Linked DNA regions of Mus musculus: regions 1, 2, 3 and 4 are each linked to region 5. A link is a contact called in public Hi-C and HiChIP or PLAC-seq data. All regions are on one chromosome and are shown on one strand. Each heading gives the region's core, a stretch centred on a gene start, on an enhancer-like site or on the middle of the called end of the contact. The rest is flanking DNA. Distances are from core to core; before and after follow the strand shown.

Region 1 (4,132 bases), core at 616-3,115, 290 kb before region 5:
GGAACAGGAAGTGAGAGCCCAGATCTGAGAGGCCAGCCCTCTTCAAATTCCTTGATCTTGGGAGACAATACCAGACTGGTCATAGATTCCAGAGGGGGCAGGGGCAGAGGGAGAGGGAGAGGGAGGAGGAGGGACAGAGACAGAGACAGACACAGAGATACAGAGATGAACCAGAGACGGAGAATGAGGACCTAAGACTGTGATAGAACAAGCATAAAGCTCTGGCTCCAGGGTTCCATCTGTCGTACCACACCCAGGAGAGAAATACAACAGGATAGGCAAGCCGTAAATTCTGGCGTCCGTCAGGAGAGAAGATACTGAGAAGAGGAAGAGAGAAAGCCACGGGGTTTCCAGTGGAGTCTGTGAAGGCAGGCAGGCAGGCAGAGTGATTGAGCTCATGGCAGAGCTGCAAGGTAGGATGGGGTGTGGGCAGCTTTAGAGAGAGAACAAAGGCCCTGAGGGTCAAGGAAAGGGCCCCAGGCTTTAGCCAGTGTCTGAAAGGAAAAGACAGAAGGAAGGAAAAGAGAAAGTTACTCGGGCCACCTGGCAGTGCTTAGGGTGTTTATCGCCCATCTCTTTACCATGGGCTTAGGCGAATCAGCCTTCATGAGGGTGATCTCTTGTCCAGGTGACAGGCAGGACCTGCTGGGATTTTTTAAAGTTTTTGTTGTTGTTGTTGTTTATGTGTATGGTGTCTGTGTGGCTACCTGTGGAGTCCAGCGCTGGCTCTCTTGGAGATGGGGTTACAGGAGGTTGTGAGCCATCTGGTGTGAGTTCTAGGAACCAAACTAGGATCCTCTGGAAGATTAGCAAGCTGGACCACCTCTCCAGTGCCCTGGATTAAGTCTTAAGAAAGAGGAGAAGATAGTACGTGATGCTCTTATCTTGGAGCAGAGCAGGATATCATGTCTACACACAGGGCCAGGGCATTTCTTTCTTTCTTTTTTTTTTTTTTTTTTTGACTGGAAGGCCCAGGGAACCGCAAAGGTGATGTACTTTTTCAGTCTTACTAGGGGGAGCAAGAGGCAGTGCTCAAAGCTGACTCGAAGACTTTGAGTCAGCATTTAAGGCTGTTATAACAATCCTCTTCCCTCGGGACTCGAGACTCCAAAGGATTTAGAGGCAGAGCTGAAATTAAGAAATATGTATGACCCATTTTTCCCCCTCATGAAAATCTGGAGATCTAATCCAAAATTGCTCACTGGAAGGCATGAGTGTCGGGGCTGGAGTTTGGATCATTCGCTCATGTATGACTCTCAGAACAGGTGCTCATTTAGAGAGGTAGCAGAAAAGCAGACCAGGGGACACCCCTAACCCCCTGCCTCACCCACACACATGCCAGGCTCCTGCAAGCTTGGGTCCATTGTCCAGACAGATCCAAGGACATGTTCAACTTCTGGTCAAGGACATGAATACAGGCTTCTGTCCCTAAGTTGTCTGGTCCATCTCTGTCTCCTTTCCTCATCACAATTAACAGACTGGTATTGCGAGGTTTTCAATCTTTAACAGACTTTAACGGCTGATGTTGTTAGAGGTACCACAACTCTTCTCCCAGGAAGCCAGGAGAGTCCTGCCAATCGTGTGTGTTGCTAATGAATTATGGTTGCATCATTTGAAGTCTTAACCTATGAGAGTTTTTTTTGTTTTTTGTTTTTTGTTTTTGTTGTTTTGTTTTTTCCTTTCTTTCTTGCCAGAACCTTCCTCAGCATAGTGCAGGGTCAAGTGTTACCTGCTAGCAAGTTCCTATCTTGGACTCCAGCCACTGAGCCTCTTGCTCTCCCTTCCAGGGCCCTGGGAGAGGAATGAGCTGCCAGGAGACCCTAATCATATGCATGCTGTCATCTGGAAATGATTACAGTGAGAGGACAGGGAGAACCCACGTTGATAGCATTGATTAGTTTCTTATTTCTAAGCAGAGAGAGCGCCCCTCTCTATTGCTTAAGATCCTGTTCCAATTTGTTCAGATTTTTCTCTTTGGTAGTGTAAAAAGCAAACTTATTTTGCCTTGGGAGCCCAGGACTACACTGGGCTTTGAAGACTGCAGCCATCTCTACAGGAGCTCTAGAGGCAGCTTCAACCAATGCTCAGCCTGAGATTAGCACATCAAAGGCCAGAGGTGGTCCCGAAGGGCTGGAGGAGCTTGGGGATCTAGGGATGTGGGGACCCAGGCTAGGATGGAATAATAATAATAAAAAAAAGGCTTACATTCCAATTCTTCAAATCTTTCAATTGCACGTTTGTGATCGTGAAAACCGCAGGCCGAACATACACAGGCACGCACGCACGCATGCACACGCACGCGGGCGTGCCCTGCTTTCCGAATACAAAAGAGGAATTAGAAATGAGCCAAAGAAAGAAAGCAAAAGTCCAATTTTCTCTGCCGTCTTTTCCCTAGAACCCAGAACGAGGCGCATGGAAACACTAGGTTTCCAGCTACTGCTTCAGAACCTTCCCTTGCACTAATTGCTAGGTTAAAACGAACCTCCAGAAAATAAATTCTGTCATTGCCCTGGGGTGCTGAGCCAAAATAACAACGGCAACCCTTAATAGCCAGGCTGAGCTGTGGAGGCCACAGTTATTTTTATCCTAACAAGAGGCACTGGTGATGTAGAGGAAATTGTCTCTTGGGGAGAGGATTCCTTTCGTGACTTGACCACAGCAGTAATAAGTTTCCGGGGCCCCTAAGCAGGTGTGTAGAGATGGGCGACCTTGAATGCAGATGAGGAGAGAGGATAAGAAAATTGACAGAAACCCAAACTCCCGAGATAACCTGTCGTGGAAATAAACAAGCTTGCAGAAGTGAAACACCAGGCAAGTGATAGGAGGAGGAGGCCTCTAATGAACTGGGTTTTGAAGGAAAACCCATTTGGATTCTTCTCGTGTCAGAAGTTTGTACTTAGGTAGGCTTATCTGTCTAGAAATGAAGTTACCCGACTTTGTGTCTAAAACAAATGTCTAAATTCTAAAGGGGTATAGGGATATACTCACTCTTCTCTAAAGCTTTAAGGGTTTAAGATTGATCAAAACGGTAATAGTAGAAAAGTTTGTTTAGGTTACTGATTAATTTTTGGTACAATTTTTAAAAAATAAAGATTTCTTTATTTTTATTATGTGTACGGGTGTGTTGTGTATTTGTGCGGGGGAGGGGGTGTCTGTGCTCATGCATGCTGGTGCACACAGAGAGGAAACTGCTGGTCCCCTCCGTCCCTCCTCCCTCTTCTTCCTCCCCTTGTTTTGGTTCTACATAGCCCTGGCTGTCCTGGAACTCACTATCTGGACTAGGATGGCCTCGAACTCATAGAGACCTCCTCTGCCTTCTGCTCCCTCCGCTCTCCTAGGCAGGGTCTGTGTGACTAGCCCTCATCTTCACTTCTTTCCTAAGGCTGCTAGGCTCATTTATCTCTTATTATTACGCACTGAGCACGGAAGGGGATACAAACATTTAAGGCATGGAAAGTGGTGACCTGGCCCGGGTCCAAAATGGGAAGACAGAGGCAAAAAAATATAAGTGGAAGTGTGATATCCCTTTCCTATTCAAGTCAGTACGCTTCGGCTGTGATGTGTTTATTTAATTCAGTTTATTTTATTATTCTCTCTGTCCCTCTCTGTCCCTCTCTGTCCCTCTCTCCCTCTTCCTCTTTTCCTCCCTCCTCTTCTTCTTACTCTTTTAACTTAGTCTTTTGTACTCTGGGGTGGCCTTAGAAGTGGCTCTGCAGCCAAGGATGACTTTGAACGTCTGAATGTCTCCAGGAACACGACTGCAGGTGCTCGCTACCACCACACCCTGTTGGTGCTGTGCTTGGCTTGAATTCAGGGTTTTATGTGTGCTGGGCCAGCAGCGCTAGTCTCCCTTCTCTGAACCCTCGGCTTTACAAGTTTCTTAACGGCTGAAATAATTCATAAGCCATCCGAAGAGGAGGGAAAAGGGCATAGCATTGATTGGGCGTCTAGTGTGTGCCTGGCATCCGTACTTGATAGTTCTCACAAAGATTAAATAAAGGGTCCTTCTGATCGTAGATGGGTGTGGCCAGGCACCTCACCCTCTTGACACCGTGGTTATAATGTCTTTACTGACAGGCGTTCCCTGCTAAAATGGACAGCACCCCCAAACCATGAGCCAAAAATAATCCTT
Region 2 (4,160 bases), core at 51-2,550, 470 kb before region 5:
AGATTATAAAAAGTTAAAAATAACCCACACCATAGGGGGAATCCTAGCCCCAGCCAAGACTTAAGAACGACAGCTAGAAACCTCCAGTTCATGCTTCATTGGGGTGGCATTCTTCCCAGTAAAAAGCAAGTCTGGGATCCTTACTCTAGGGTAAGAGTCTTCTTCAAGGAAAGCCCTCTCTATACTAGAGCTGAAATACCTTTCACTGCCAGGGACTAAGCCACCAATCAAGGAGTACACATGGCTCCAGCTGCATACGCCTTGTCGGGGGATCAATGGGAGAAAAGGTCGGTCCTTGGTCCTATGAAGGCCCCCAGTGTGGGGGAATCGAGGATCAGGAGGCTGGAGTGGGTGGATTGGTGGGGGAACGCCCTCACAGAAGCAAAGGGAGGAGGGATGGGGTTGTGGGGAGGGGCGGAATGGGGATAACATTTGAAATGTAAATAAAGAAAATATCCAATAAAAATAGCTTTATATAGGGCTGGTGAGATGGCTCAGTGGGTAAGAGCACCCGACTGCTCTTAAGGTCCGGAGTTCAAATCCCAGCAACCACATGGTGGCTCACAACCATCTGTAACAAGATCTGACTCCCTCTTCTGGAGTGTCTGAAGACAGCTACAGTATACTTACATATAATAAATAAATAAATCTTTAAAAAAAAATAGCTTTATATAATTCTGGGTCTCTGCACTGAGAGACCAGCTCTTGTTTCCATGTTTAAAAAAAAAAAGAAAGAAAAAGAAAAAAGAAAAAAAAATAACTTTTACTATTTTCCACCCTACCTAGCCCATTTCATGGTCAGTTCTATACGAAAATCTCAAGCAAAATAAGGCCATTCAAGCAGGTCTAAACTTAAGTCCTAAGGTAGAGCTCTACACAAAGGAGTTAATCGACTCCTAGTCCAACCACTCCTAAAGTCAAGGGACCCCAGACCTTCTCCCTCCTCATCTGTACACTGTTTCTTTCACTGGCCAGTAACAGTGTCATGATGGAGCTTCCTTCCTCCATTTGCTCAAGTTTTTACTGCTGTTTTCTGTTTTATTTATTTTTTGAGGTGCTACAGTATTAACTCTACTCAAAAGCTCTCCTATATGAAACATTGGCCATGACTTTTTTGTAGTAGTAGTTTTCTGACCTCATGGTTCATAAGAGTTCCAAGAGGCTGTTATAAGTAGTCAAGGACTGCTGATTTAGACTCAGAACAGGATTCCATACAGCACAAGACACACCACATGTCCTCTACTTAAGCATAGCAATCAATCAGTTTGTGCACCATTGAGCAACTTCTTCTAGTAGAGCAGTGTGCAGGGCCTGCTGCACTGTTGCAACTGACTAAACCTATATATAAGCAGGGCTCAGAGTTTCTCCAGTTCCACTCCCAGCGCTCAGTATAGAGCAGTGCCAAACCATTAGACCATAGACCTCTCCTATATGGAGCATAGACCAGGAATCCTTGATTCCTGGTCAAAACAGCCACATGGATCCTAATGTATCTGTACTGCTCTAACCTACAAGTCTGCAAAAGCAAAACTCAAGGGAAAAGGAAGAACAAAATTAACCAGAACCACTTCCTCATAACTTTCACCCAGGATCGGTTCTTAGATCCAAGAGGAAGAGAAGGCAGCACATCCCTTCCCTGCTCGTGTCATGGAGAAAGAGTGCATGCAACTTTCCAGCCAACCTTCCCACCTAAGCTGCGGGGTAAACAGAGGACGCATCACAGCTCTCAACCGCAGCTTCTCTCCAACAATTGGGGGTTTTCTCCATTTAAGAAAGGAAGCATCCAAGCCGGGCGTGGTGGCGCACGCCTTTAATCTCAGCACTGTCAGAAACCCTGTCTCGAAAACCAAAAAAAAAAAGTATCCCCACTACCCCTAAACCCCATTATTCATAACTTAATGTACAAACTCTATTAGGCAAAGAGAAGCAGAAAATCATCTGTCCCGTTTCACACAGTGACTTCCCTGGTAGCAGTGACAGAAGCAATTAGGTTAATACATCAATATCCCCACATAAGACAGTATCAACTAAATAGAAAGACTAAATAGATATAGAAGCAAGGTTCAGAGAAGAAAAGGGAATCACCATGCTATTATATTCACTATTTAATAAGAACATCAACTGCAAGTCCTTGAACTTAAGATTATATACCTTTCTACTGAGATATTCATATAATTCAAATCTATTACTGTAGAATCCAGGTCACTGGAGAGGCAAAAACTGCGGTAGAAAGTGATAAAATGGGACTTTAATTAAAATACGAACAGTCCAAGTCCAGCTAATTCAAAAGCATGACTCCAGCACCCACCTAGTCAGCAGGGAAACAACAGCTGCTTCCAATTATTACAGCGGATTTTAAATTAACAAGTATCAGTGTCTAATGAAGAAGCTGTGCAGGTAAATTTCCCACCAACAGCTCTATGTTCAGAACTGAAAGAGCTCAGTCAGTAAAAAGTTCTTGCTTTGAAAGTGTGAGGATCTGAGTTCAGACCCCCAGTGCCCACACAGATTGGACAGTCTAGGGTGCTGTAACTAAGATGCTGGGGAGAAATTGGGGCAAAGTACTCCAACTGGCTAGCAAGCCAATCTTGTTAACCAATGAGCTCTATCTAAGCTCAATGAGATCATAATCTCTAAAAATAAAACTGATGGCTAGAGACACTCGACCAATGTTGATCTCTGGCTTGCACAAATATAATACCACCCCCCCAACACACAAACACACACATCTGGAGGGGAGCACAAACAAGAGTGATACTTCCTTTTGGGTAAGGTTTTCTTCTCTTCACCTGTCACCCCAAGCGCCAGTTTCCCTACTGTCCCAAGTCCTGGGGTGGTCCAAACTCCTAGCAGGCACCAAGCAAACATTCTGTGTTCTTCTGGTCTATTAACCAAAGTCAGACAAGTAACCCAGAAAACCCATTTTTTATTCTATCACATAAGACACTACTAGAAAGGTTCATGCAATCCAATACTAGCAACTTGTAACCTAATGCCAGTTCCCAGAGACCACTATTTCAAAATTTTAAATATTTATATATTTTAATAAAAATTTCAATATTTTAGGGTGGAGGATTCTCCCTGACTCCCACAGGACAACAAGTTTCTAACTAACTGCAGGTGGAGCTTTTTAAGGGTCTCAATGCTGAGATCTCAGAATGCAATCAGTTTTGGGGAAAGGCAGAGTGGAAACCTCTCCCTAGGTCCACCCAAACCCGAGTGCCAGGGATCATCTAGCACCTTACCTCTGTGGTTAAGAATACTTACTTGCCTCTCCTACTCTTCTACTCCCAGCCACCCAAAGAGCAGATTCCCAGCTGTCAGTAAGTGTGTCTAGTTCCTGAGCATCTGATGCCCTCTTCTGGCCTCAGCAAGCACAAGCCAGAGGTACATCAGCAGAGGCAGGTAGATCTCTCTCTGTCAACTCCAAGCCATCCCTGCCCACAAATCAGATTATGTTAGAGAGAGAGAGAGAGAGAGAGAGAGAGAGAGAGAGAGAGAGAGAGAGAGAGAGAGAGAAAGAGATGCATGTTATATCAATGAGAATATGCGCATAGGTGTGTGTGGTGCTTGGAACAATAATTTATTTTTTGAGCATATTATCAAAGTAAAAACCACATCTTTAAGGACTCAAAGCCCAGGCCCTGACTAATTTACCCAAGTTCTAAAAAAAAAACACCCTTCAGGAAATGTACCCTGATAAAAGTTTGGGGTTTTGTTTCTCTAGGATTTGGGGGCAGGGACAGTCTCATTATGGGTTCCTTTCTGGCCAATATAAATCAAAGTAGCATCAAACTTTCTAGGTGGGACCCACCTGCTTCTCTGCACCTGGTTTAAACACAAACATTATGAACATAACAGCCCATGTTCTAATTCCAGCTCATGGAAGTAGAGACAGGTGTTCAAAACCATCTTCAGATATTCGGCAAAGTTTGAGAGTAAAGATTGCAAAATTGTGGGACTGAAAAGCTCCTCAGTGGTTAAAAGTACTCGCTGGTGAGATGGCTCAATGGTTAAGAGCACTAACTGCTCTTCCAGACGTCCTGAGTTCAAATCCCAGCAACCACACATGGCTCACAACCACCTATAATAAGAAATAAGAAACCTTTGGGCTGGAGCGGGAGGGGGGGTTGGGGGGCGCAGAGCGAGCAGGGTGAAGC
Region 3 (4,321 bases), core at 805-3,304, 380 kb before region 5:
GTGTGGTGGCCCCTGCCTGTAATTGCAGTAACCTGGAGGGAGAAGCATGAGGATCCGAAGTTCAAGGTCATTCTCTCCAACATATCAAGTGTAAGGCCTTGTATCCCCAGAATTCCTGGAATGTATGAGGCCTTGTATCAAAGCAAACACAGGGCTGAGGAGGTGACTCTGGGCAGAACATTTGCCACCAAACCTGATGACCTACCTGAGTTTGATCCCTGGGACCCCCTTGTGTAGAAAGGAGAGAAGTGACCCCTGAAAGCTGCACTCTGACCTTTCTTTAGAACAAAACAATTATTTAATGAATTATGTCGGTCCTCACCTTCTATCTTGTTAAGGTAAGATCTCTCTTGATCCTTTTGCTGTGCCTCGCCCTCAAGGCTACTAGCCTGCTAGCTTTGGGATAGTTCTGTCTCGGAATGCCAGGATTATAGACCTGCACCATTGTCAGTCACTGGCTGTTTTATCTGGTTTCCTGAAATTGGTCTTGGTGGTCAAGCTCCCGGCGTGTGATTTTGCACACTGAGCTGCCTCCCTGGCTTCTAGTTCTTTCTCCTCCTCCTCCTCCTCCTCCTCCTCCTCCTCCTCCTCCTCCTCCTCCTCCTCCTCCTCCTCCTCCTCCTCCTCTTCTTCTTCTTCTTCTTCTTCTTCTTCTTCTTCTTCGTCTCCTCCCTCCCCCTCCCCCCCCCCCCATCTTGTGACTACAGACCTGAGGAATGCAACTTAAGGAAAGAAGGATGTATTTCAGCTCAGTCCCCACAATGACACAAAATGTAGGCAGGGAGAGCTAACTTGAATGAGGTGTGAGAAGGCTAGTTACATTGTGTTCACAGGAAAGAGAGAAGGAAAGGGGAGGGGGAGAGGGAGAAGTAGAGAGTGGAGAGAATCAGAGAGAGACAGAGACAGTCACAGAAAGGGACATAGAGGGAGACAGAGTAAGAGAGAGACAGAGAGAGTGAGAGACAGAGAGAGAGAGAGAGCAAGCACCTACTGGCTTCCTGCTTCTTTCTTTCTTATTCAGCCTGGAGCACTGAAAAATGCTAATGCCATGGACATTCAAAGTGACTCTTCTCTCTTTAGTTAAACATCTCTGGAAAGACACGTCTGAGGTGTTTTCTAGACGATTCTAAGTATCACCAAGCTGACAATAAAGACAACGTACTTTCTTTCAAAGTTTAAACTCACACACTGTGTGTGTTCGCTCCTGCTCGTGTGAGTGAGTGCAGGAGAGCATGCTCACAGCCATGTCGCGAAGATCAGAGGACATCCTGGAGCCAGTTCTCTCCTTCTGCTATGTGAGTCCCAGGGGTAGAATTCAGTTCCTCATTCTTGGCGGCAAGCACGTCTACCTGATGAGCCATGGAGGTGTAAGGAGAGAGCTAAGGGAACATTTGAGCAAGGAAGAGAAGAGGCAGCAGTCAAATCCGGGTGTGGTGGTTCACCTGTCATCTCAGCACGCAGAGGCTAAGGCAGGAGGAACCCCGTGAGTTCAGGGTCAGGGTAAGATACACGGTGAGCTCAGGTCAACCTGGGCTACAGCGTGAAGCTCGTTTCTAAACAAAACCGTGAAAAAGCACAAAAGAGAAGCCGAAGGAGGAGCAAAGAGAAAAGGAGCCAGTGCCACAGACCCAGCCAACGAGCCTGCGGGAGCCGTGATGCCAAGGAGCAAGTGATACCCAAAGCAGCGGCAGGTGACAACGCAGACATTCTGGAGAACAGAAGGGCACTTGGGGCAGAGAGCCAAAGCCACATAGGGTTGACTTTTTTTTTTTTTTTAAAGGATTAGGGATGAATCATCACCTTCATAAGCATAAATTGCCATATGCTAGCTATCAGTCGAGTGGAAAGCAGACAGCAAGTCGCCGAACTGGTCCTTCAGCCTCTGTCCTGCTGCTGGGCTGTGGGAGAGCTCAGATTCCCTCAGAGAAGATCTCATGCTCGTGGGTGTCTCTGGTGGCATGGTCCTCACCCACTCCTTCCTTTGGAGCGAGACGAAACCCATATAAACCTCATAGAAACTCAACCCCCCGTAAAGCCTCCGGACAGTGCTGAGGTTAGCAGAGGGGGAAGTTAGCCGAGCCACTAATGACAGATTCCGCCGCGAAAGCTCTGTAAACACTCTGTAATTAATTACAGAGAAAAGGGGGGTCGGGATACTTTTTTTTTTTTTTTTTTTTAGGTCACAGACTCCTTTGAAAATCTAATGGAAGCAACAGACCCCTCTACCCAGGAAGAAAGCATGTGTGTATATACATGCCAGGTTTTATTGATGTCTGGATGATCGTGAAAATCTTGAGATCAGGGCCAAGAGGGTCCACAGACACCTAGGTGAGAAGCCCTGACGGACACACGTTGACATCTGTAATCCTGTTTATTCAAACTCTCTCGGAGAGATGTCTGCTGCCAAGATCAGACAGAGAGGTATGACCAAAGTGTGGAGGAGAATGGAGAGGGCCTCATATGAGCTACAAAACAGCAGTGGAGTTCAACTCAGACCTGGAAGGTCAGTTTTCATCTGTTTGTTCTCCTGGGAATTTGAAACCTGTTATTAGAAAAATAACCTATTGATTGCTGGTGCTAAGGTTTGAACTCAGGGCCCCAGGCTTGCCAAGAACACAATCTCTCTCTAATAAATTCTTTGCTGGATATATATATATATATATATATATATATATATATATATATATATGTGTGTGTGTGTGTGTGTGTGTGTGTGTGTGTGTGTATATAAAACATTGTTTGTTTGTTTGTTTGTTTGTTTATTTATTTATTTATTCAGTTTTGGTTTTTTTGAGACAGGGTTTCTTTGTGTGTGACCAAGCTGGCCTCAGATTCATAGAGATACGGATACTTCTGCCTCCAAAGGGTTGGTACTGAAGGTGTCCGCCTCCATGGCTGGTTTAGAGTTGTTTAAAAGTTATTTTTTAAAAAAATCTTGTTTTGTGTGTATGGGTGCTTTGTCTGCATGTCTGTCTGTGCACCACATGAGTGCCTGGTGCTTGAGCAAGCCAGAAGAGGTTGTTGCATCCCCTGGACCTGGAGCTAGAGATGTTTGTTAGCTAAGGTGTGGGTGCTGGGAGCCTTTAACCAATAAACTCTCTCTCCAGCTCCCATGGAATGGAGTTTTAAAATTTCTCTCCATTAAAATGTTAGTTTAAAAGGCAATTTCTAGAGCAGCTTCTGGTGAGGTTTATGGGAAAATTATGATAATCTTACAGCTTTCTGTCATCCCTCCCCCATTTTCTTTTTATTCAACACCTTGCATTATTGCAAGAAATTGTGACTATGCTTCTAGTTTACTTTAGGATGTTATTTTTCTGAGTTTTTGCAAAACTACCCCACATACTAAACTGCAGTTTTATACAGAAGAATTTCATTGCCTTAAAAAAAAAAAAAAAAAAAAAAAAACTAGTCTCATGCCAGGTGTGGTGGCGCATGCCTTTAATCCCAGCACTACTTGAGAGGCAGAGGCAGAGGCAGGTAGATTTCTGAGTTCGAGGCCAGCCTGGTCTACAAAGTGAGTTCCAGGACAGCCAGGGCTACACAGAGAAACCCTGTCTGGAAAAACCACACACACACACACACACACACACACACACACACACACACACACAATCTAGTCTCAGCCAGGCAGTGGTGGCTCAGCCTTTAATCCCAGCATTTGGGAGGCAGAGGCAGGCAGATTTCTGAGTTCGAGGCCAGCCTGGTCTACTGAGTGAGCTTCAGGACAGCCAGGGCTACAAAGAGAAACCCTGTCTTGAAAAACCAAAAACCAAATCAAACCAAACCAAAACACCTAGTCATCCATCTTTCTTGAGCCCCCGACCCCCCCCCCCCATGTTTTGATATCTACACTCCACCCATTGTAGCACTCTACACTATCATCACCCCCAAACGTATCCCTCAGCTCCTTCTCTTCCACCTTTAACCCAAGGTCTCTCTGTTGTTTAAGGCTTCACCTCCTGGGGCAGGCTAGAGTGTCTGAAGTCTGAAGATTCTCTCTCCTCCCAGCCTGCCATCTTACCATGGAAGCTGGGCTTTTGTACCCAGCTTTATGTTCTGGGAATTCAAACTAAGTCCTTATGTCCAAACTCTGTCTCCTGAGCTATCTTCTTAGCTCCCACCTCCTCCTTTTTGGAGGCAAGAGTCTCCTGTAACCCTTCATAGTCTCAAGGTCACTATATAACCCAGGCTGTCCTTGAACTCTTGATCTTTCTGCCTCTGCCTCTCAATTCCTGGGATTTTAGGCATGTAACACCATATCTGGCTTGAGTCTACAATGTCTAAGATTGTTCAGAAAGTCAGAATGGATTTAATTAAT
Region 4 (4,368 bases), core at 1,458-3,957, 390 kb after region 5:
TTTGGGGAAGGAAAAAAAAAATCACTTGTGAGAACCCTGGTGATGCCAGGAGAAGCCTGTGCCTTGCTGCTAGATGACAAGAGACTGCAGAGCAAGGAGAGGCTGTAGCCAGGGCCAAAGGCCACTGACTCCCTGCCTGTCTGCGGAAGGAATCTGCTGTGGGATGCTTCCAGTGCACAGACTCTTACCAGCCACAAGAGGCTAGGCTCAGCCACCAGACCCAATGCCAGTTAGAGAGTGAAATAACGGAGGAAAAACGAAGAAGAAATTTAGCCGGTCAACAAGAAGAGAAATGAATAAAGGGGTCTCCCTTCCCCCAACTTCGCCTTCAGGGTATAGACCTGAGCTTCTTGGGTTAAATAGAGGATGAATTGGGGCAAAAGGCAAGTGGTGCTCAAGAAAGGGTTAATCATTTTTTCAGCACTAGTTCTGTAAGGTGATCCCCAAAAGTCCTTAGTGCTTGAAGGGACACCACACTGGTTCTTCAGAGAAGAGTATTTAAGCTCCAGATTGCAGCCTAGCCACAGGGAGTCGGAGGAGCCTGAGGCCCAAGGTGGCTCTATCCTGCAAGGCTTCGCTCTTCCGAGAATCCGGAAGAGGACAAAGGCTTATCTTGGTTCTTCAGCCTTGAAGGGGAAAGATAAAGGTTAAGTAGACACTCCCTAAGGAGATTAACACGCCTATGCTGAGCCTTGCTGGAGTCTGAGCCAGAGCCAGAAGGAGACAGACACCGATGTAAACAGCTGTGTCAGAATTTAATCGCTCTTAGGCCAAAGCGAGGGTCTACAGCGTAGATGCCATGATTTCTAGCAAGAGTAGCATCTATGAGCCCGTTATAGGAATGCCACACTCTCCCTCATCTTGTCCACCAAAAGTCTGCCAGAAACCGACAGGAAAGATCTCTACTGGTCAATTCTGGCTAAACAAGCATACTCAACCGAAAGTGCTGCGGGGTGGCCAAGACAGATGACTGCTGTCTGCCTCAAGAGTCCTTCCTACCTTAGTCACACCACGTCAGAAAGCTGAGGGAGGCTTCAGTACATGGTATCCAGCCAGGAGAGCCTTTCTTTTTATCTCTCATGATCCATTTGGAATGCGAAGGCGCAGTTGTTTCCCACTAGAAGGTAAATTGCTTCACGGTGACCATTTTTCTTCCTCTTTTGAGAACATTCCCAACCCCGAACACACATATTTTTCTTATGTGTAATTTGATCCGGATGGTTTCTTGACCTGCATCCAAATCAAGCCGTGGGTAATTATTACTGTCACTATTGTTATTAACACTGATATTTATCATAATCTCACAAATGCCGGGGACAGCCCTTAATCTTGCTGTTTTATTTGGTTGAAAGGAAAATGTGAAGCGCTGGCCTCCCTCCCGGTTTAGCCTCTTGTATTCAGTTTTTACCAAACTCCTACATGGGGATAATTAGCCCAATTTCCAGGGATCCCGAGTCAGCTATAACTCTGAATTGTAGTCACAGGATGGAGCCAAGGCCAGCAGGTGGAAGTCGCTGAAGTTAGATTAATCTCACTGACACAAGGACACATCCAATTGTTAGGGCTCATAGCCAGCTGCCTGTTTCTGCAACCCAGCTCCTTGGAAATAGAAACACTCACGTAGAGCCCGTAGAGGATCATGTATGAGGTCGTAGAACTGAAGGGGAACTCCCTTCCACTCTTTGAAGAATTGCTAGTCTCAACTAAAAAGAAGGAAGCCGTGGAAAGATTCATGCATTTATTACAGGCAGGGAAGCGCTAACCGTGATTTGGAAACTGAAGAACTCCTCTTGGAGAGTAGATGGAAACTGAAGAACTCCTCTTGGAGAATAGATGGGCGGAGTGGGGAAACGCAGAAAGTTTGTAGAAAAATAGTAAATGGCTTTCAGGGAAACCCAGTAGTGTGCATTAGAGAGTATTCTGTGGCCTGTGACAGTCTATTTGGCCTGGATGCGAGACAGTGGTTTGGGAAAGATTCTCTATAGACCAAACTATGGCTTGTGATGAAAAGTCCACCCAGGTGTGTTCACCAATCTCAGCCATCTTCCTGGGATCTGAGCTGCGTTTTCTCTGGTTAATAGAGCTGTGTGTGCAGCCTGAGAGGGCACTCTGCTTCTCTGTGGGCAGATGGGATCTTGGGAGGATGTGGGGCCTTTGTAGAAAATCTCTTTCTGTTAGAGATGGGTGGAGACAACGGAAGGCCAGGCACCTTAAATTCTGTGTTAAACATCTGGCCTTTTAGGCATTTGGGGGTACCAGTCGCTGAGTTCCAATTTAGAAAAAGAATAAATTTGGTCTGCACGGAATTCAGTTAAGTCTGAGGCAGGGGGGCCCAAGAACCTGCATTTGTTGCTGGCACGGAGACAGACTCCGATAGCAACAGAAGAAAGAGTCAGTTTAGATTGTTAAGCTCTGCTCCGGGTCTAAGGTTTTATGGTGCCCCAGGAGCAAATTATTTAAGTAACCAGAATCCACCTCCCTGTAAAGAGTTGGGCATGGCCGACCCGTTAGAAGTGTTAACGAAGATTCAGAACCAGAGGACTGGGTTTAGCTCCACCCCCAGCATAATTCTGTCTTCATAGAAGACCTCATTCACTTTCTCAGGGGCTGCTCCCCCCCCCACTTCCTCCCCATCTCAGTTTGCTGGGCGTCTTCCATTGCTCATTGGGTTCAGATGGGGAAGCACAGATTGGGGTGGGGAGGACTAAAGCTGCGGCTGCCTTTTGTTCTCCTTGTCCTGGTTATACACGGTCTGACTTTGATGCCTTGAGACGAAACAGAACAACAACCTGTTTCCGGACATGTGATGAGGACAGTCACATCACCTTACCTGATGATCTGTATGTGACCCTACGCAGGGGTTGTAAAATCATCTGAGCCCATGTGTCTTGTGTCCCACAGGCAGCTATAGCGGGGGAATAAGGAGAGGCGAGCAGTCTCACAATACCTTGTAAAGCCTGTGGGCGCTCTGTGGTTGCAGATCACTTCCCGTGGACATCCTTGTGTCTGAGCAGCTTACCCTGTACAGCCACACATGAGGCACTGTTTGGAGAAGGAGCATGACACTGGGGACAGCAAACACTGTAGGAGAAAAATCCAGGCCATTTCCACTCTGTAACTAAAGCTTTCTTGGGCTAGAGGGATGTGGGGGAGGCAGAAGTGGGGAGGAAGGAAGGGAAAGGAGTCTTGAGTTTCACCAGGAAGCCCGAAAGGAAAAGAAATGGTACAAACCAGGGTGTGCGTGTGAGGGATGGGCTCTGGGGAGGGTCCCTGGGCCTGCCAGGGACTCCTCTGATTCTACCCTGCCTGTTGCAAAGAAACAGCCTCCAAGAAGCCCTTTCTCCATCTCTATCCTCTAGCCTTGCATCCTTTTGGAAACCTAGGAAACATATTTGTGGACCAAAGGAGTGAGGAGACAGGCAGTAGGCTAAGAAGAACCTCTCAGCAGAGGTCTGGGGATAATATGACAGTATCCAGAGGAACATAACCCTGCCCTAGGAACACATTTTAAAACTTCATACCTCCTGAGGTAAAAAATGAAACCTGGAAGAAAGAGGAGTATCTTGATTTAGCAAGGAATTGATTTTTATTTTTTTAACCCCTGGAGTGAATGTTACCAAAATAAACAAAGAGAACATTTCAAAACTATATATATATATTTTTTTGCACCCTTTGCATTTTAATTTGGCTTTGCAGCTATTATAAGAAGCTCAGGGGGAAAGTCGCAGGTAAAATTCTGGAGAGTCCTAGCGAGCTGTCTCATCTTTGAAACTGTAGCAATGAGGGGACAATAGAAATGGGTTCAGGGGATTCTCAGGGGCTCTGTTTGCATGCTGGAATTCTTGGTCCTGGGCTCTTGCATCTCCCACAGGTCTCTGACATACTAGAGGCCATAGAAAAGAAGCAAACTTAGTTAACACCAAAAAGATCTTGTCCTGCCTATCCTACAGAAAGCTGTAAAGTGGTTCCTGAAGCTGGAGAGATGGCTCAGAGGTGGCACAAGAAGCCCGAAGACCTGATTTCAGATGTGAGCAGCCATGTAAAAAGCTGGGCATTGTGGTGTACTTCCACAACCCCAGGGCTCGGGTAGAGGAAGGCCCAGGGACAAGGCTCCTGGGGGCTCTCTGGCTAGCTAGTCTAGCCAATCAGTGAACTCCGGGTTCAGTGAGAGACCCTGTCTCAAAAATTAGAGAGTAATAGAGAAAGATGCCAGATATTGGCCCGTGACCTACATGTGCAGACATTATTGAGTGCAGTTACACAATGTATGTATGTATGCATGCATGCAGAAGTGGTTATTAGCACCTCTCCACAAGGAGTTGCTAGCTGGTCTTAGGGGTTAAGAGGTTGACCAGTGGCATTGCTACA
Region 5 (4,356 bases), core at 856-3,355:
CACTCTACTGGCTCCACCCAGGTTCTTTCAGATCTGTGGATGAAACACAGACACAGACACACACAGACACACACAGACACACACAGACACACACAGACACACAATTGCTCAGTTAACTTTAGTCCCAGCTCAGCATCCTAAATCTGCCCTCAGCTTAGTAATGTTTCTAACCTCCTCCCTGGAGAAGCAGCCTACAGTCTCTGTGTCACCTTTTCTCCTTCTGAAGCATAGCCAAATTCTCCCTTCCTCCCCAGTGACTCTTAACCTGCCTCTGGGGACCCAGAAGTCCTGCCTCTTTCCTTCTGCCCAGCAATTAGCCCCGAGCATCTTTATTGATCATTCACGAACCAATTGGGGAATAGGATCTTAACATCAGAACCACCCTCTACAGTGGAACTTGGCTGGCTTTCTCCTTTTTCCCTTTTCTTGTCTTGGGATTCCAGCCAACGGCATGGTGTTGCCCAGCTTAGGGTGGGCCTTCCTTCCTCAGTTAGATCTTTCTGGAAACGTCCTCATTGACATGACCAAAGATGTACCCCCTCGGTGATGTCAACTTAGTCAAGGTGGCAGTCGGAACGCACCATTCCAGACTGCAACTGAGCACTTGCTGGAAGCCATTGCAAATGAGTCTCTGATCATGCACAGAAACCTGTCTTGCATGAAGCTGTGTGTGCCCCGTATGTGCTCGTTTCTTATGTATGCAGGACATTGACTGGCAACAGAAAGCCAGCGTTGTAGCCCTGTTGAGACCAGAATCCTAGTTCTATAAATCCCCGAGGGGTCCTCCACTGAGATTTAATTTAATTTTTAAGTCTTGGCAAATGGGATGCTGTATGTTTGGGTAGACTCGCATCGTTTAAAAGGTTCTTGCAGTTTAGATCTTGCGTGTAATTTGTTACATTAGCTCTGGGCAAAAATATTTGCTTTTTGGTCCTTTGTGGTTTGGGTTCCTCCTCAATACTGACCTGGCATGCTAGAGAAGGCAGAGCTGTGGAAACGAGCCATGGGGAAGGGGAGGGAGGTGTCGGCGAGCCCGTGCAGTAAAGCTTGTTGCTAATGGCAGCTTGGTAGACTGTAGGAGCGGGCACGTGATTTTCCTGGCTCGCTTGACAGTTCTTGTGTATTTTGGATCTTACCCTGTTGAGAGCAGGAAACCGAAGCAGCTTGGATGAGGCCCTTTAAACTCAAATGGAAGTTGGGAAAATGTTCCTCCCAATACATTAGATTAAGTGAGAGTGGGGATTTTGTTGTTGTTTAAAGTGAAATTCACCCTGTTTTTATGAGTCCTGACAATATAAAGGTTGGCTGTCTTTAACATGAACAGACCCACAATGAGTTATTCTAATTGAGAATTTGGCTATCTTCTTGGATTCTAAACCTGTGAGCACTGGGTAATATTCCACCACTAAGGGCTTACTCCTATATCTGTGGAGACAAGAATGAGGCAGATACCATGCCCCATTTTATTAGAGCAATTACAGAAAAAAAAATCCAGTCCTTCTCCATCATTCATAGTCCAATAATGGAAAATTCTAGAAAGAACTAAAAAAATTTTTTTTTTATTTCACATTGATAGGGATCATATTCTGGGTCTAGTGAATGCCAGGCATTCAACCCCAGATCTATACCCCCCAGGATCAACTTGTAAGCTTTTTCTCCTCTCCTCTCCTCTCCTCTCCTCTCCTCTCCTCTCCTCTCCTCTCCTCTCCTCTCCTCTCCTCTCCTCTCCTCTCCTCTCCTCTCCTCTCCTCCCCTCCCCTCCCCTCCCCTCCCCTCCTCTCCCCTCCCCTTTCCTCCTCTCCTCCTTTTCTTCTTCCTCCTCCTCCTTCTCTCTCTTTCTCTCTCTCCCTCTCTCTTTCTTTTTCTCTTTGAGACAGGGTTTCTCTGCGTTGCTCTAGCTGTCCTGGAACTTGCTCTGTGGAACAGGCTGGCCTTGAACTCAGAGCTTCTCCTGCCTCAGCCTCTCAGTGCTGGGATTAAAGGTATGCACCATGCCCGGCTCAATTCATCAGCTTTGTATTGTGCATTTATTGAGCAGCATAACAAAAATCCCACGTGTCCTGCCTGAGACAGGAAGTCTCCTTTGCTCAGTGTACCCTCTCTGTGTGAGCTTCCTGCCTGATTGCCATTGGGTAGCTGCCTCTGTTCTCACATTCACACTCTAGGTGCTGCAGAGCCTGAGCTCAAATGAGTCTTATTTTACTTAATAATGTTCCCAGAGCACAAGCTAGGGATGTCGGTAATTCAGATATGTCAGCGTTTCCTTCAAGAGAAACTGAAAGTACAGGAAAATAGTTTGAGAAAGATGAGGTCACTGAGACCCAAGGTCACATTGGATGCATGTGACAAATGTAACGTTTCTTCCTGTGGTGATTCTTGCAGGGGTATCTGGGTATTCTGGGCATTGCCTTGAGGTTAAATAGTAGCCACAGTGATTTTAGACCTGCTCCTTTCTACGGCACAGCATCAGCCTCAGAACAACAGCACAGAATGTTTTATAGCCAGCTTTGATCCATAACTGTAGAGGAAAGGGGAAGCTAAAATACTCCTTGCTAGCTGTCACTCAGAGAGCCAATGTGGTCCTTGTGAGCAGGCAGATCCTCTGCAGGGACATACCTCTGCCTTGGGCCCTGGTAGCAAAACCTTCTCTTCTTGTTATCTCACCCTAGGTGACATAGTGGCTTCTTGGCATTGCTTATCTATGGGTCGGTTTGAGTTCCATAAGGGTTTATACAACTCAAAACTGTATGCCTCTACGATATATATGTGTATGTGTGCTTTGATATGCGTGTTAACTGTGCATTGATAAATCTAGCTAACTAATAGATGTATGACCTCACGTGCTAAGGGTTTCGATAGCTTGTGTCTAATATTTTTCAATACCTCTGCAGCACCATGCCATGTATGAGATACTGGCTTGTCCAGCCAGAAGACTCCTCAGGTACAGCTCCGTCCCTTATTTTTACTGATTAATTAATTAATTAGTTCCTGAAGTGGGTACTGACTTTTCCAAAGTCAACAAGTTTCTGGTGGGGAGGGCAGACAGAGGAGACATTTCACAGATGTGTGCAGATAAGTACTATAGCACCTTATCTACTGTATCATATGACACCGATTGGATACATAAAAATTGAAGTATTGATTTCCCAGTGAGCCTTCTCATTGCTGGGCCTTCGTCTTCAAGCAGACATTTTATATTGAGTGGACAGAAACGTTAATTAAGTAATGCAACTCATGTTTATTGATTGTTACTAAGGGCAAGGCTCAATGCTGTGTGCTCTGGGAAGGACACACATGGATAGAGAATGAGCCGTGTTCTCAGGACCTTCTCTCTCAAGGAAGAAATTGGAAGTATTTTATCAAGGATTCTGTGCATGTCAAGTTTTCTGTGATTACACAGAACACTGCGGTCTCCACGTGATGCATGTAAGTAGTGTGTACCTCACACATGGAAAAGCAGAAAGCAGCTTCTATAGGCAGAGTTAGAGGAAATCCCACAGAGTGAGTGGCATTTCATTGACCTGAAACGAGCAGATATTTGGCCACCTTTACCTGGTAGGAAAGAGTTAGGATCAAAGGTGAGGAAGGACACAGTGAGTGGCTGAGAGGGACTGGAAAGCTGTTTGGTCAGATGTGGAGAAATCAATTTGGGTAACTGTGAGACATCACCGTTAATGGACTCTAACATGTGGACTGTTTGAATATGAAATGTCCTCCAAAGTCTCACGCTCGGAACACTCGGCCTCACCTGCTGACGTTATTCTGGGAGACGTTGGGAAACTTTTGCGGCTCGGAGGTAGATCCAGATGCAAAGAGCTAGAAACACACCTGACCGTCTGGATCGATCGTCTGGAGACGATCCAGGGTCTGGCACATGCTGGGCAAGTGTTTACCATGGAGCTATCCATAGCTGCCTTCCTTTTTCACTTTTCGTCTTGAGGCAGGGTCTCGCTAAGGTGCTCTGAAGTCTATGTTGATTGAAGTCTAGGCTAGCCTTGAACTCATTCTGTAGTCCAAACTGACCCAGAGTCCTTAGCCCTCCCGCCTCTGCCTTCCAAGTAGCTGGAATTATCGGCCTGTTCCACCATGCCAAGCTTCAGACACCCCGACCTCCTAGTTCCATTGGTTCAGGTTTAGTATAGTTTTCAACATAAATAATTGAAGATGAAGTTAAAGCAATTTGAAACCTGTTTTTTATTGACTAACAACCCACCAAGCCATTTTCACTCTTTCATTTACAGACGCATATACATACTTGCCATTAAGCATAGGAACATTTTCTCAGTTTCAGGTTGGCCATCTCCATGATCCGAAGCACAGGGGTGATATGGGTACTTGTGTGTGGGTTCTGTATGC

What was found. Hi-C and Micro-C count contacts between places; a contact is called where the count stands out from the background. HiChIP or PLAC-seq counts read pairs in DNA pulled down with a chosen protein or histone mark.
Region 1: a contact with region 5 is called in a Hi-C map of bone marrow-derived macrophages, with 23 read pairs. The contact joins two enhancer-like sites. A contact is called at or near these places in 1 of 484 Hi-C or Micro-C datasets (bone marrow-derived macrophages), 4 of 115 datasets of contacts at active chromatin or transcription factors (acute myeloid leukemia, effector CD8 T cells, embryonic fibroblasts and 1 more) and 1 of 9 other capture datasets (embryonic stem cells).
Region 2: a Hi-C map of bone marrow-derived macrophages shows a contact between it and region 5, with 18 read pairs. The contact joins two enhancer-like sites. A contact is called at or near these places in 5 of 484 Hi-C or Micro-C datasets (B cells, bone marrow-derived macrophages, embryonic stem cells and 1 more) and 2 of 115 datasets of contacts at active chromatin or transcription factors (embryonic basal ganglia and large pre-B cells).
Region 3: a Hi-C map of cerebellar granule neurons shows a contact between it and region 5, with 1.7 times the contacts expected there. The contact joins two enhancer-like sites. A contact is called at or near these places in 5 of 484 Hi-C or Micro-C datasets (ECoMG-derived neutrophils, bone marrow-derived macrophages, cerebellar granule neurons and 2 more), 4 of 115 datasets of contacts at active chromatin or transcription factors (bone marrow-derived macrophages and embryonic stem cells) and 1 of 9 other capture datasets (embryonic stem cells).
Region 4: a contact with region 5 is called in an H3K27ac HiChIP or PLAC-seq map of T-cell acute lymphoblastic leukemia, with 5 times the contacts expected there. The contact joins two enhancer-like sites. A contact is called at or near these places in 1 of 484 Hi-C or Micro-C datasets (brain), 8 of 115 datasets of contacts at active chromatin or transcription factors (T-cell acute lymphoblastic leukemia, astrocytes, bone marrow-derived macrophages and 4 more) and 1 of 9 other capture datasets (embryonic stem cells).

The regions. Positions count from the first base shown.
Region 1 is chr13:44,580,639-44,584,770 of GRCm38.p6, reverse strand. The region is part of intron 2 of Gm40931 (a long non-coding RNA gene); the gene reads left to right. Among named protein-coding and RNA genes, the nearest start is that of Gm34276, 14 kb to the right of the region's middle. Within about 2 kb of position 1,865, at least 43 of the 459 cell types and tissues checked have an H3K27ac peak or open chromatin away from gene starts, as enhancers often do. A contact at or near this core is called in bone marrow-derived macrophages, where this site is marked.
Region 2 is chr13:44,758,126-44,762,285 of GRCm38.p6, reverse strand. The region is part of intron 1 of Jarid2 (jumonji, AT rich interactive domain 2); the gene reads right to left. Among named protein-coding and RNA genes, the nearest start is that of Jarid2, 29 kb to the right of the region's middle. Within about 2 kb of position 1,300, at least 14 of the 459 cell types and tissues checked have an H3K27ac peak or open chromatin away from gene starts, as enhancers often do. A contact at or near this core is called in bone marrow-derived macrophages, where this site is marked.
Region 3 is chr13:44,671,209-44,675,529 of GRCm38.p6, reverse strand. No RefSeq gene overlaps it. Among named protein-coding and RNA genes, the nearest start is that of Gm40931, 36 kb to the right of the region's middle. Within about 2 kb of position 2,054, at least 76 of the 459 cell types and tissues checked have an H3K27ac peak or open chromatin away from gene starts, as enhancers often do. A contact at or near this core is called in bone marrow-derived macrophages, cerebellar granule neurons and cerebellum, where this site is marked.
Region 4 is chr13:43,904,785-43,909,152 of GRCm38.p6, reverse strand. No RefSeq gene overlaps it. Among named protein-coding and RNA genes, the nearest start is that of Gm23117, 34 kb to the right of the region's middle. Within about 2 kb of position 2,707, at least 25 of the 459 cell types and tissues checked have an H3K27ac peak or open chromatin away from gene starts, as enhancers often do. A contact at or near this core is called in T-cell acute lymphoblastic leukemia and regulatory T cells, where this site is marked.
Region 5 is chr13:44,290,645-44,295,000 of GRCm38.p6, reverse strand. No RefSeq gene overlaps it. Among named protein-coding and RNA genes, the nearest start is that of Gm29676, 33 kb to the right of the region's middle. Within about 2 kb of position 2,105, at least 50 of the 459 cell types and tissues checked have an H3K27ac peak or open chromatin away from gene starts, as enhancers often do. A contact at or near this core is called in T-cell acute lymphoblastic leukemia, bone marrow-derived macrophages, cerebellar granule neurons and 2 more, where this site is marked.